Regions from separate parts of the Zea mays genome. Here all the other regions are linked to region 2. The links are chromatin contacts, called in public Hi-C maps. All regions are on one chromosome and are shown on one strand. The core of a region is the stretch at or near the end of the contact, and the rest is flanking DNA. Distances in the headings are between cores, read along the strand shown.

The links. A called contact is a pair of places that touch in the nucleus more often than the background predicts.
Region 1: a Hi-C map of endosperm shows a contact between it and region 2, with 3 times the contacts expected there. The contact joins the promoter of LOC542569 here to the promoter of LOC100275460 in region 2. A contact is called at or near these places in 2 of 25 Hi-C or Micro-C datasets (bundle sheath and endosperm).
Region 3: a Hi-C map of bundle sheath shows a contact between it and region 2, with 3 times the contacts expected there. The contact joins the enhancer-like site here to the promoter of LOC100275460 in region 2. A contact is called at or near these places in 12 of 25 Hi-C or Micro-C datasets (bundle sheath, ear, endosperm and 5 more) and 1 of 3 datasets of contacts at active chromatin or transcription factors (leaf).

What each region holds. Positions count from the first base shown.
Region 1 is chr1:222,479,479-222,483,555 of Zm-B73-REFERENCE-NAM-5.0, forward strand. LOC542569 reads left to right here and starts at 1,646. Exons shown (of 1, transcript NM_001347867.1): 1 at 1,646-3,209. The coding sequence starts at 2,081. The coding sequence ends at 2,911.
Region 2 is chr1:222,674,089-222,677,995 of Zm-B73-REFERENCE-NAM-5.0, forward strand. It overlaps LOC100275460, which reads left to right and starts at 1,677. Exons shown (of 8, transcript XM_035964242.1): 1 at 1,677-2,453; 2 at 2,545-2,685; 3 at 2,768-2,839; 4 at 2,927-3,019; 5 at 3,113-3,172; 6 at 3,256-3,357; 7 at 3,450-3,761; 8 at 3,854-3,907. The coding sequence starts at 2,196.
Region 3 is chr1:222,529,876-222,533,879 of Zm-B73-REFERENCE-NAM-5.0, forward strand. No RefSeq gene overlaps it. Among protein-coding and RNA genes, the nearest start is that of LOC542569, 51 kb to the left of the region's middle. Within about 2 kb of position 2,471, at least 18 of the 20 cell types and tissues checked have an H3K27ac peak or open chromatin away from gene starts, as enhancers often do. A contact at or near this core is called in bundle sheath, ear, endosperm and 4 more, where this site is marked.

The sequences.
Region 1 (4,077 bases), core at 396-2,895, 190 kb before region 2:
TGTCGTCTCTAGATGCACATGTCTTCATCGTGTCCTTCTCCGACAACGAACAGGTATGCCTGCCTCTTCCTTTCTCTTCCTGCTCTAAGAAACCATCAAAGTGGGGGAGGCGAGGGATGTGGATCCCTGATTTGATGCCTATAGTACTCGTTCGATGGCTCGACATCGCTTGTCTACATGGCCTTTCACTTACCACGGTGTCGACTCGGTATGCTTCTATCACTTGTATGTACCTGTCACCCATCCTTTTGTCATTGCAAAAAAGTATTGTGTTGTTCTTCTGTTGTTTTGGATGTTTGTTTTTTGTTGTGCTAAGGACTAAACATAAATTGGGTGTGTTAATACTTTATTTATTATCTGCATATGTTTTGTGTTCTTCTTATGATGGCTCATGGATCCTGCAAAATATGTGTTAGGATTTGGAGATCTATGCGGGCACTACCACATGGTGCTCGTCCCTTGTGTTCTTGGCCCTTGCATGCATTAGGTCGTTTCTGAGTCCACATTGACGCAATGGACTCCATGGTGTTTGAGGTTGCTGAATTGGATGGAACAACAATGATTTGTCACGCTAACAATAAAAGGAAAGGTTATTTGTTGGTTTTAAATGTTAATAATTGCTACGAAGTACCATATTTTGTATGGAGCGCATCTAGTTTTTATTGATGCCTGACTTTAGCAACCACTCCATATTTTGATCTATTTTTTATAAGTTTGAGTTCATGTGACTTATTTTAGAAACTTGAGCTCACAAACTTTCTCTTATTTGGTCTTTGTATGGTCGAATTATGTCATTCTATAATCTATGTTCGTTCAACCAATCGTTGTGAACTCTCTTCTAATCGCTTTCTTCGTTGACCGTGTTGTACCAAGACATATTGGATGGAGTAAACAACAACATCAGTTAGTTAAATAAAAAAATATTATGCGAAGAGCGGAGATAATAAATAAAAAGTGTTGAGATCTTTTTGGTTGATAGATTACATATGTATTATTGTGAGCCGTAACAACGCACGGATAACCAACTAGTATCTATACGTGATTCGTACCATTACCATTGGCGTCATATAAGATGTGACAAACAAAGCACGGATCCATCCATAAAAAAAGAGACAAAAAGGTTCTTTGTTAGTACTGCAGTACTGATAAATAAAACAAATCAGCGGTGCACGCCACTACCACAGTAGTACACCACTGCTATCTGCGCCGCAGCCCGCAGGCCGCACACTTGCGTGCGGGTTCGCTATAACACGCGCCCGGCAGGTCTCCTGTCCTGTCCTACCGCCGCACTCTGGAACCCATTCTTACAGCGAACAGCCAAACGATCCCACTGGCTCTGCGCCACGCGTCCGCAGACTGACACGTTCCGGTCGCGTCCCGGACACGTGTCCTGCGAACGCACACGTGGTGCCACGGGAGTGGCTCCCTGACCTGTCACTGAGCCCGCCGATACCACCCGACGCAGCCGCGGATTCTCCGTGTGGACCCGGGCCCGCATGGAAGCGGCACAGACGAAGCTTCATGGGTTGGAGCCCTCGGGCGAAAAGTATGATTAGGAGAGTGGTTAGTGAGCAGGTTGATAAGGTTGAAAAAGATCATCGCTGCCTATAAAAGAGCAGCCATGGTGCCCCACTGAGCTACTCAACCCAAACACCACAATCCCCTTCAACAAACGCACCGCACTCCACGGCAGCCAGAAAACACAATCCACACAGTCTCCGTGAGGTCTGAGCGAGGTAGGACTAGCTCTGAGCGAGTTCTTCCGTCTTCCAGGTATAATCCTTGCAACTCTCACTATCCTCTTCGCATCGCTCGTCTCTTTTTGAGACTAGTTGGATTTCTCTTCTTTTTCCTTGGATCCTACTACCTACTAGAACAGAGCTCCGGAGCCTTTTAGTTTCTGGTATCTGATCTACTCATTTTCTTTTCTTCCCCTTTTGGTGACATAGGTAGGTCTAGTTAAGATCTGTCGTGCCAGTTCTTTGATTTTAGCTAAGAACCAGGCGATTTAGTCTTCTTCCTTACAAAAAAAAAATCCCCAGAAAAAAAAGTTGTGAGTAGTATATTCTTGTACCATTTGATGGCCGCTGCTATAAATCTCCCCGGGCCCAGCGAGGATCTGATGCGAGCGATGGAGTCCTTCATGCAAGACGACGCCCCATCCCCTCTGGCCATGCCGCCGGCGCCGTCTTTCCCAGCGGCCGCAGCCCAGTACCCGGCGACCCACCTGAGCCCGGCGCAGATGCAGTTCATCCAGGCCCAGCTCCACTTGCAGCGGAACCCGGGGCTGGGCCCGCGGGCGCAGCCCATGAAGCCCGCCGTCCCAGTGCCGCCGGCGCCGGCGCCGCAGCGGCCTGTGAAGCTGTACCGCGGCGTGCGGCAGCGTCACTGGGGCAAGTGGGTGGCCGAGATCCGGCTCCCCCGGAACCGCACCCGCCTGTGGCTCGGGACCTTCGACACCGCCGAGCAGGCGGCGCTGGCCTACGACCAGGCGGCGTACCGCCTCCGCGGGGACGCGGCGCGGCTCAACTTCCCCGACAACGCGGAGTCCAGGGCGCCGCTCGACCCCGCCGTGGACGCCAAGCTGCAGGCCATCTGCGCCACCATCGCCGCCGCGTCGTCGTCATCCAAGAATTCCAAGGCCAAGAGCAAGGCGACGCCAATCAACGCGTCCGTTCTGGAAGCGGCAGCGGCGTCTCCGAGCAACAGCTCCTCCGACGAAGGTTCCGGCTCCGGGTTCGGGTCGGACGACGAGATGTCCTCGTCCTCCCCGACGCCGGTGGTGGCGCCGCCGGTGGCGGACATGGGACAGCTGGATTTCAGCGAGGTTCCGTGGGACGAGGACGAGAGCTTCGTGCTCCGCAAGTACCCGTCCTACGAGATCGACTGGGACGCGCTGCTCTCCAACTAGTCGCCCTTCGCCGACAGATGTGCTGTTGTAGTTCAGTAGTGGCAGTGTCTCTGGCCGCCGCAGATGAGGTTTTAGGCAATCTGCAGGCCGCCGGCCCATGTGTATTAAGTAGGTTTTGCTCAGTTGTTGGCCCTGGACTTCGCCGGCGTTTTTGTGACCGGCGTCCCCGAGTGCACTGCATTGGTGTACTGGTCTGTCTGTAAAAAAAATGGATCTGTACTTCTATAGTGTGTATTCAACCATTGTTCTTAGTTGTGATGTTACTCGTGCTGCAAAATTGCCTTTGCGGATTTCGTCCATTGTGTTCTCTTTGATGCATACATGGCCTTTTTGGGAGTTTGTGTACTGTATACATACACTTGCCAGCGTCTATAGCTACCGGCAGATATGGCAGAAAGTTGCGGATAAACAGTCCGGTTGTTTTTCAAACGATCTCAAAGACGATCAAGTTCTCGTGCAAATAAAGCGTGTTTCGTGTTCTGTATTCTGGCCCTGTTTGGCACAGCTGGTGCTTGTTGAAAAAGCAGCTTATCTGAGAAGCTGGTGAAAAGCAGCTTCTGTTTGTTGGCTGCTTTTAGTGTATTCTGAGAAGCAGCGGAACTGATAAGCTGCTGCAGAAGCTGCCTGTTTGGTAGAACCTCTGCTTAAATTTGTGAAGAAGCTGAAAATAAGCTGTGCCAAACAGGACCAGAACTGTTGGGAGTGGGTCGAGAAAGATCGGAGTGGATTTATAAATATACTTCTATATAAATTTATATAGGATGTGATTTATTTCCCTCCTATACAAATTTATCCTATACAAATTTATATACGATGAGATTTAATCCTTCTAAATTTATCCCTAACCGAATAAGTTATAACGATCTATATCGATAATTTCACATCGGTTATAGCTATAGACTACCACAACTACTTTATCTAATCTTCTCATAATTATATAATGAATGTTTAAATACACAACATTTATTTACTTCTCTATTTAAGTACACAACATTTAGTTACTTCTTAAAATAAGTTAAAATTATGCACAAATACATATTCGAACCATAGTTATTAGCATCTAAATTCACACTTACCTAATCAACAGAACATACAAATTTTTGTGATTTATACTGTATACTCATATAAATAGAAACCATAACAATGTACGAGCACTTTGCTACCAT
Region 2 (3,907 bases), core at 427-2,926:
TTTTTAAATAAATGTTTTGAATAAGACGAGTGCTTAAAGTTTTTGAAAAAAAAATAAACGATGACGGATGTATATAGTACTCTTTTATCTAAAATTCAACAGATGAGTTATATATTGGGAGAAGAATTTGGTACCGTGCCGTGATCGTCGCGGGCAGACAAGTACCGAGGTACACGAGTACTTGTTTGTCCTACACCGACCTTGTTAGGAATAAAAAAAGCGCGTATACGAAAGGAATACGGGAAAAAAGGAGAAGTCATGTACGGACGCTACGTGTCGCCGACAAATGGTCCACATTGGCCAACCAAAACCGTGTGCGTGCATGGCACCGCTCCGTCGCATACAAACTCCAAGCCTTGGCCTTTCGTACGTACGTGTCATCCCTGCCAGCAGCAGCCGTACATTCGTTTGCGTTGTCCATGTTCATCGACCGTCGGCCGGTCTCCCGGCCTCTCTGCTATATGCGTGTCACTGGGCGGCGACAGTGCACGGGCGTACGTCGTCGCATACACACACACATGCACGTACGCCCTCCGCGCGCATTCCGTCGTTAGCCCCCGGCTGCCGGTGCATCGACACGACACGGCCTGTGTGCGAATGGTGAATGGACAGGTAATAGTTGGTCGCAGGCTACTCCAGCTACAGGAACAGAGGAGCTGCAGGGACAGATCCGACGACCAGCGGTGTCGGCACCCTCGTTTCGGTGGCACGTACGTACAGCGCGTGGCTCTCGGCACAGGGACAGGATCCCGGCCCGTCGTGCCGTCGCTGTTGCAAGTGTCACCATAAGACATGCATGTACTGCTAGCCTAGCTACTAACCGTAGCTACTAGGTACTAGGAGGCACCCTAGGCAGCACGGGGACCGGCCGTTGGTGTACGTGGAGGCAGGCAAAGCAAAGCAAAGCAATGCAATGCATGATGGCATTGTCGCGGTCTGTGCTCTGAATGCCTGCACTGCATCTGCATGCATGGGCCGATATGCCGGGCACGGGCAGGGCAGCACAGATGCCGCATGCGGCATGCACCAAACAAATCAACGAGGACGGCCGGTCCGGTCGTCGGCGCAGCTAGCCCCTGCGCGCGGAGGACGAAAGAAAACAGGCTAGGAGACAAGGGCCGGCCGGGCTTGCAGAGATCTGCATCGAATCACGCAGGCAGGGCAGGCACACGACGCGAGAGCGGACACGCGAAAGAAGGGGGGGGGGGGGGGGGGGGGGGGGGTGGCGGATCGGTAGCATGCGATGCGCGCGGCAGACCAGCAGCAGTGAGGGATCGGACGTGCGTGCCAGCGGAAGCGGCCACGGGGTGTCGTGTCCGCGCGCCCACAGGAGTGCCGCCACGAGGGAGGGGAGGGGAAGGGGGCGTCGTCAGTCGTCACGAGAGCAGGGGCGGGGCCGCGTGGGGCGGGGTGGCACGGCGCACACGCGTCCGCGCCCCGGGGGCCGGGGCTCGCGGTGTCGCCCACCGGATGGCCCGCGCGGCCGCTAGCTAAGCTAAGCTGCGCAACACCCCGGCCGCCGTCCCGATTCGTTGAATTGAACCAGCGTGCGCGCGCGCGGCCGAGGAAGGTAACTCCTGGGCCCTGGCTGGTTGATCGCCTTCAGCGCGTGACTGCAGGTCCGTAACAGGCGGTGAAGGCGACATATGTTCAGTCGCGGTAATATACTCCACAGTGCCCACGGATGTTCCTTCTCCTTCGTGCGGGCCACCTGGGGTGGGACCTGGAGCACAGGCCGGGTTGGTGGTGGTCGTTGTGCCAAGGAGCCAGAGCCCATAGCCCGGGGCCTCTCGGCGATCCAGAGGCCGGCCGGGCCCGGTCCCTTGGTGTGGCGGCGGGTCCCACGCCGATCCGGGGCCCAGCACCGGGCACCGCCGCGGGCCCCACGTCTACAGATTCGCGTCGTGCTCTAGGGAGGCTTGGCGCCCCCCAACCCCAACTATAAATAACGGCCGTCCTCTCCCCGTCTTCTACACTACACACACCCTCCTCCTCCGGTTCTCCTCGCACCTTCTCCCACCTCTGCTCTGCTCTGCTCTGCTCTCCCAGGCCAGGCCCTGCAGCTGCAAGCACCGAGGACAGACAGAGTCGCTCGCTTCGCCACCACTAGCTGTTGCTTGCCTGCCACCCAAGGATTTCCTTCCATCGAGATCAAGTAGCGTAGCGGCTTGCCTGACCAAGAGGCAGAGCTCTCGATGACGAAGCAGGGCATGGTGGTGCCGGTGCCTGAAGCGGCCGTGGCGGTACCGCCCAACTCGGCGCCGCTGTTCCAGTACCCGCCGCCGCGGGCCGCGCCGGGCGTCGCCGTGCGCAAGAAGTGCCTGCAGATGGGCGCCGGCGCCGGGCGCATCGGCGGCTGGGTGGAGTCCATGCGCGCGTCCTCGCCCACCCACGCCAAGGCGGCCGCCGCGCTCGCCGCGGGCGTCGAAGAGGAGCGGTACGCCGCGTGGATGGTGCGTCCGCGTCCGCCCCCTGCATTATCGCTGTCCGTGCCGATATCGTCGCGCGTCCCCCCTGATGATGGATCCGAATCCGATCGTGCAGGTGAAACACCCGTCGGCGCTGGCCATGTTCGACCAGCTGGTAGCGGCGTCCAAGGGGAAGCAGATCGTCGTGTTCCTCGACTACGACGGCACGCTGTCCCCCATCGTCGACGACCCCGACGCCGCCTACATGTCCGACACGGTACTGTCCCCGCCCTCCCCTCCCTGCTCCATTCACCTGTGGCTGGCTCTGATCAACGCCGTTTTGTTTCCCCCCCGGCCAGATGCGGCGGGCGGTGCGGAGCGTCGCCAAGCACTTCCCGACGGCGATCGTGAGCGGGCGGTGCCGCGACAAGGTACGCGCGCGCGCGCGCCATGGACCGACTATCGATGGTCGATCACAGCCACTGAATGAAGCTCAACACTGATTGCTGTCGTCGCAGGTGTTCGAATTCGTGAAGCTGGCAGAGCTGTACTACGCCGGCAGCCACGGCATGGACATCAAGGGCCCCGCCAAAGGGTCCCGGCACACCAAGGTACCCATCCATTCCAACCTTTGTCCCTGCATCCTCTCCGGCCACCCCAAGATACTTATCTCGCTCTGTCTGTCCTATGTGTGTGGCTCACAGGCCAAAGGAGGCGGCGTTCTCTTTCAGCCGGCCAGCCAGTTCCTGCCCATGATAGAGCAGGTACAAAATCCATGCATGCCCATGGCTGTCCAGTCCTCCTCCTCCTCTGCGTCTGCAATGCTCAATTTCGTTTGTGCTGTCAGGTGCACGATTCTCTGGTGGAAAAGACCAAGTGCATACCTGGAGCCAAGGTGGAGAACAACAAGTTCTGTGTGTCTGTCCACTTCAGATGCGTCGATGAGAAGGTAGCTTTAGTGGGCCTCCTCCTTTTTCTCTTCATATTACTATTATTTTTATGTGTTGAGACCTGAGAGAGAGATTTGTTTTGCTCAATCAGAGCTGGATCACGTTGGCGGATATGGTGAAGTCGGTGCTCAAGGACTACCCGAAGCTGAAGCTGACGCAGGGCAGGATGGTGTTCGAGGTCCGCCCCACCATCAAGTGGGACAAGGGCAAGGCCCTGGAGTTCCTCCTCGAGTCCCTCGGGTACGCCGACTGCACCGACGTGCTGCCCGTGTACATCGGCGACGACCGCACCGACGAGGACGCCTTCAAGGTGCTCCGCAAGCGCGGGCAGGGCGTGGGCATCCTCGTGTCCAAGCACCCCAAGGACACCTGCGCCTCCTACTCGCTGCAGGAGCCCGCCGAGGCAAGTATACCCCGTGTCCCCGTCTCGACTCCGCCGCCGCCACCCCTGCGCCTCCTACGACGCTGACATCTTCTTCTTGGTGACGTGTGCAGGTGATGGAGTTCCTGCTGCGGCTTGTCGAGTGGGAGCGCCTCTCCAAGGCCCGC
Region 3 (4,004 bases), core at 1,221-3,720, 140 kb before region 2:
CTGCCGGCGTGATGGAGAGTCGGTGTCGATCAGATCCACGAGTCGGGGTAGAGCAGTGCTGATGATGTGTTGAACAACGTAGTTGTCGTAGATCCCCGATCCGGACTCCGAATCCTCCCAACAGCAGTAGGGACGCGATAAGTTGTAGAAGTCTGCTCCCTTCTCAATACACAGAGGAACAATAGATACAGTGGATGAAAGTTCTTTCTATCCTCTCTTTATTATGATATATATATATATATATATATATATATATATATATATATATATATATATATATATATACTATGACCCCGATGATAATTTCGATATTAGTCCATTAAACATTTTTTAGGCTTTCTCAACACTCGAAACGTCTTCCTAGGTCAGAGGGCAGATGGAAATGAATCCGGTGGAGTACACGTCGCAGCGTCGGCCCTGACCTGTCCGGCTCTGTGGCAGGGCCTGGCGTCTCTACTCGCAAGTCGCAAAGGCAGAGCGGCAAAGCGGCGGCCGTTGAATTGAATGGAATGAATATGTTTGTCCACATGTGCGTGGCGTTGTCGCGTCAAGCAGCCTGACCACGTTGTGGCTTCCTGACTTTGCAGCCCATGGGCTGCTTTTCGTGAGAAACAAGCTTCATGGGCTACTTATGTAGAGTGATGGCGACGATTAGCAGAAATAAGCCTCATGGGCTACTCACAAGATACACTTGAGACACCCACGGGAATCTTCGGCAGGCCGTCTTGAGCTACGCTGCTTTGTATGTCACACACAGCATGGGCGAAGGCCCCATGGGTTCGTTCTTCGTTGCTCGGAAGCTCTTTAGCGTCCAACTGGTCGGAGGCCATATTAAATGTGGGCTTTGCTAATAGTAGACACATGCGTTGATCAAGTCGGCCCAAGTACCTTGCCGACCAAAATTAATGAGCATGAATAGTGGACAACAAGAAACATGCTCTCTTTTATGGGCCATCGCACCATGTACATTTAAAAATTCGAACAGTCAAATGCCCTTTTATTTATTTTTTAATTTTTTCGTATGACATATGAAACATGGGTTTGATGACGCTGTGGCAACGAAGGTTCTTATGTTGGAGCTTGGTTATGATTGTTTCAGATAGATCGTTTGTTATGTTTTTATGTTGGAGCTTTGGTTATGGTTGGTTCAGCTATGTTAGTTTTATGATCAATACAATCTCTGTTTTTAATCTGTTTGCTATTATGTTTTTTGTGAAGTGTAGTAATTTCCCACAGGATTTTGTTGTTCTTATTCTAGGGTGTTATATTTCTTTATATTAATATTCTTAAATAATGCCCTGCTCTTAATAAGTTCAGTTATCAGTTTTTGATAATTTACCTCGGATGCTTCAGGACTATGAAACCTAGAAGTAAACAGGTGCGTTTCAAATATACCATGATTAAAACATATCTCTTCTCTTGAGATGAGCAATATGGTTGTATCCCTTACTCCCTCTGCCTGCATTGTGATACATCGATCGTTTGTATTTGTGCTCTAAAGTATATTTTCATTTTTATGAAGCAATTGATATATCTTTTATTTTGTTATTTAGATTTGGTGCTTAATCAATCTATACTTCAAATAACTCAGCTAAGACAGTTTGCTCACTGATAATTTTATGTACTGAGGATATTTTTCGTTTGTAACAATGCTTACTACTGGAAACAGAAACATAACAAAAAGTTTCTCCACAGATTATAGTAGTAATATTATGCTGCAGGGGTGTCAGTTAATGTGTGGATGGATCTGGTCGGTGTCCGGCGAATTCTAGCTACTCAATTCTCCGATACAAAGAACACAAGAGAGTGGAACAGAATGACAAGGAGGTGCGGGTTGCATGTGCACGTGGGATTGACAAAGAGAGAGAGAGATAGAGGATCGTATTCGTACCATATCGGAAGGGCAGCGGACGTGTTTGGCCAGGGTGATGATATGGGAATATATATAAGAACCTCCCGTCAGTGAAGTTATGCTGCATTGCATGCATTCTGCTGCACTGCACTGCACTGCACTGCATGCTGTCCTGCAGTGCTTCCGTTGTGGAACTGACCGGCCAACCGTGATTGATTGAAGGAAGAATCGCAGTCTCAGTCTCAGCCTCAGGTGCTACCGACGATTCCGTTTTCGTGTGACGGACGAGGGAGGTGTGCTGGATGCAGAAAGAGTGGAAGAGACGGGGCGGTGCGGTGCGGATCCGTGGCGCCGGCGGCACGCGCGCGGGACTCAAAAGCAGCGAAGAAGAGACCGATTGCGCACGTGCGACTGCGCGAGCAGAGGCGCCCGGCCGACAACGCGTACGTCGGATCGGAGTCGGAGTCGGCCGAGAAAAAGCAAAGCGGCGTGCAACTAGCGGAGCCGTCGAGCGTTGCGGCGATATTTACGCCGCGCCCGCCTCTGGCACTGGCTACAGTGCATGACGTGTTCGTGTCTTGTCGCGTACCGAGCCGTCGTGCGTTTCTGAGTCAACCGGCCCCGGCCTGCCTGCGGTGAGGCAGACGGGTGGTGCGGCCGTGTAGGAGCAGGAGCAGGACAGTGCGATGCTGACGCTCCCTTGCTCCCTTTCCAGGTAAGAGGCAGAGGTACCCCCGAATCGGGATGTTGTTGATGCAAACAATTGTAGTAGAGTACTAGAGTACCCTACCCCCGGCGCCGCGGCGCGGGTACAGTTACAGTCCCACGGGGCTTTCTGCTCCATTCCAACTGCTGCCCAGTGCCCCCCCTGCTTTCAGCTGCTGCTGCTAGCTAACTAATCCATCGCACCTTATCTGCCTATCGTCTCTTATCTCCCGGATAAAAAGCGGCCAGCACCATCCATTCCATCTCCATCTCCATCTCCCGCCGCCGCCACCACCACCACCCTCCGACTCAGGTGTCCGACTCCGATCCTCGTCACGTGGCCGGCCCCCTCCTCCCCCTCTGCCACTCAAATCCATCGCCCCTGCTTTTTCTCTTCTTGGTATACCTGAGGATGTTGAGCAAAAGTACACCCAGCTTTTTATCTATCTAGTTGGAACACTGTTCCTTTACTCGACAACCAACCAGCCTTCTTTTTTTTTTATCATCATCATCTGTCAATCTAGGCTAGCTACCTATATATCCACTTCTACTTTATGTCAAGCATGTTTGATCTGCCGACTCTTCTAGTACGTAGCGTACCTTGCCGAAGCAGAGCTCCGTCTCGCACTGTGCATTTTGCTGCTCACGACACGTGCTAGGGCCGAGCGAGTGCTTTGCGTGCTCTCTCCACTTTTCACCTCCATCGTATCGGTCCAGCGGCTGCTGGTGCCATGCCAATAACGAGTCTCATGGCACTTGCAGATTATTGAAGAGCCTCCGACATAGACATATACATGTATAGCTCAACAAGTCACATCGTTTTTTTACTTTAATTTCTTTGGAGACACTTGAACGCTCCCGATCCTGTAGAATAGATCAAATATATATAGCCAATACATAATCGCAAATGGAGAATGTGTTTTTTTGTTTTTAAAACTAATATCATCTATCTCTACTACGCGTCTATGCCTAAGTGACTAGCAATAGCAGCCGCTCCAAACGTAGCGGCCGGTTTTCATTTTTTACTAAAGCCATGTTTGGTTTGATATCTAATTTCCTACACTTTAGCTAACTTTTCTGACTAAAGTTAGTTATTCAATTCGGACGACTAATCTTAAGCAAAGTGTGGCACATTTAGCCACAAACTAAACCCTAAACCCTAAATCCTTCTAACCATCCACAAAACAAGTGAGAAACATTTTAAGGTTTACTTAGTCCATTGACCGCTTGAATAATCAATCAAATAGAACAAGCGAAGTGGCATTCGAAAAAAAATATAGGTGTCTAATTATCTTATCTTCATGACAAAATCAACACATCTTTTACTACCACACTCCACACCAGTTGACCTTAGGACGATTATATTCTTGATTAGTACAACTCCTTTTTCTTAAGTACCAAAAGAAGGCTTTGATTTTTAATGGGGCTTTCAGTGTCTGTAAAGTTC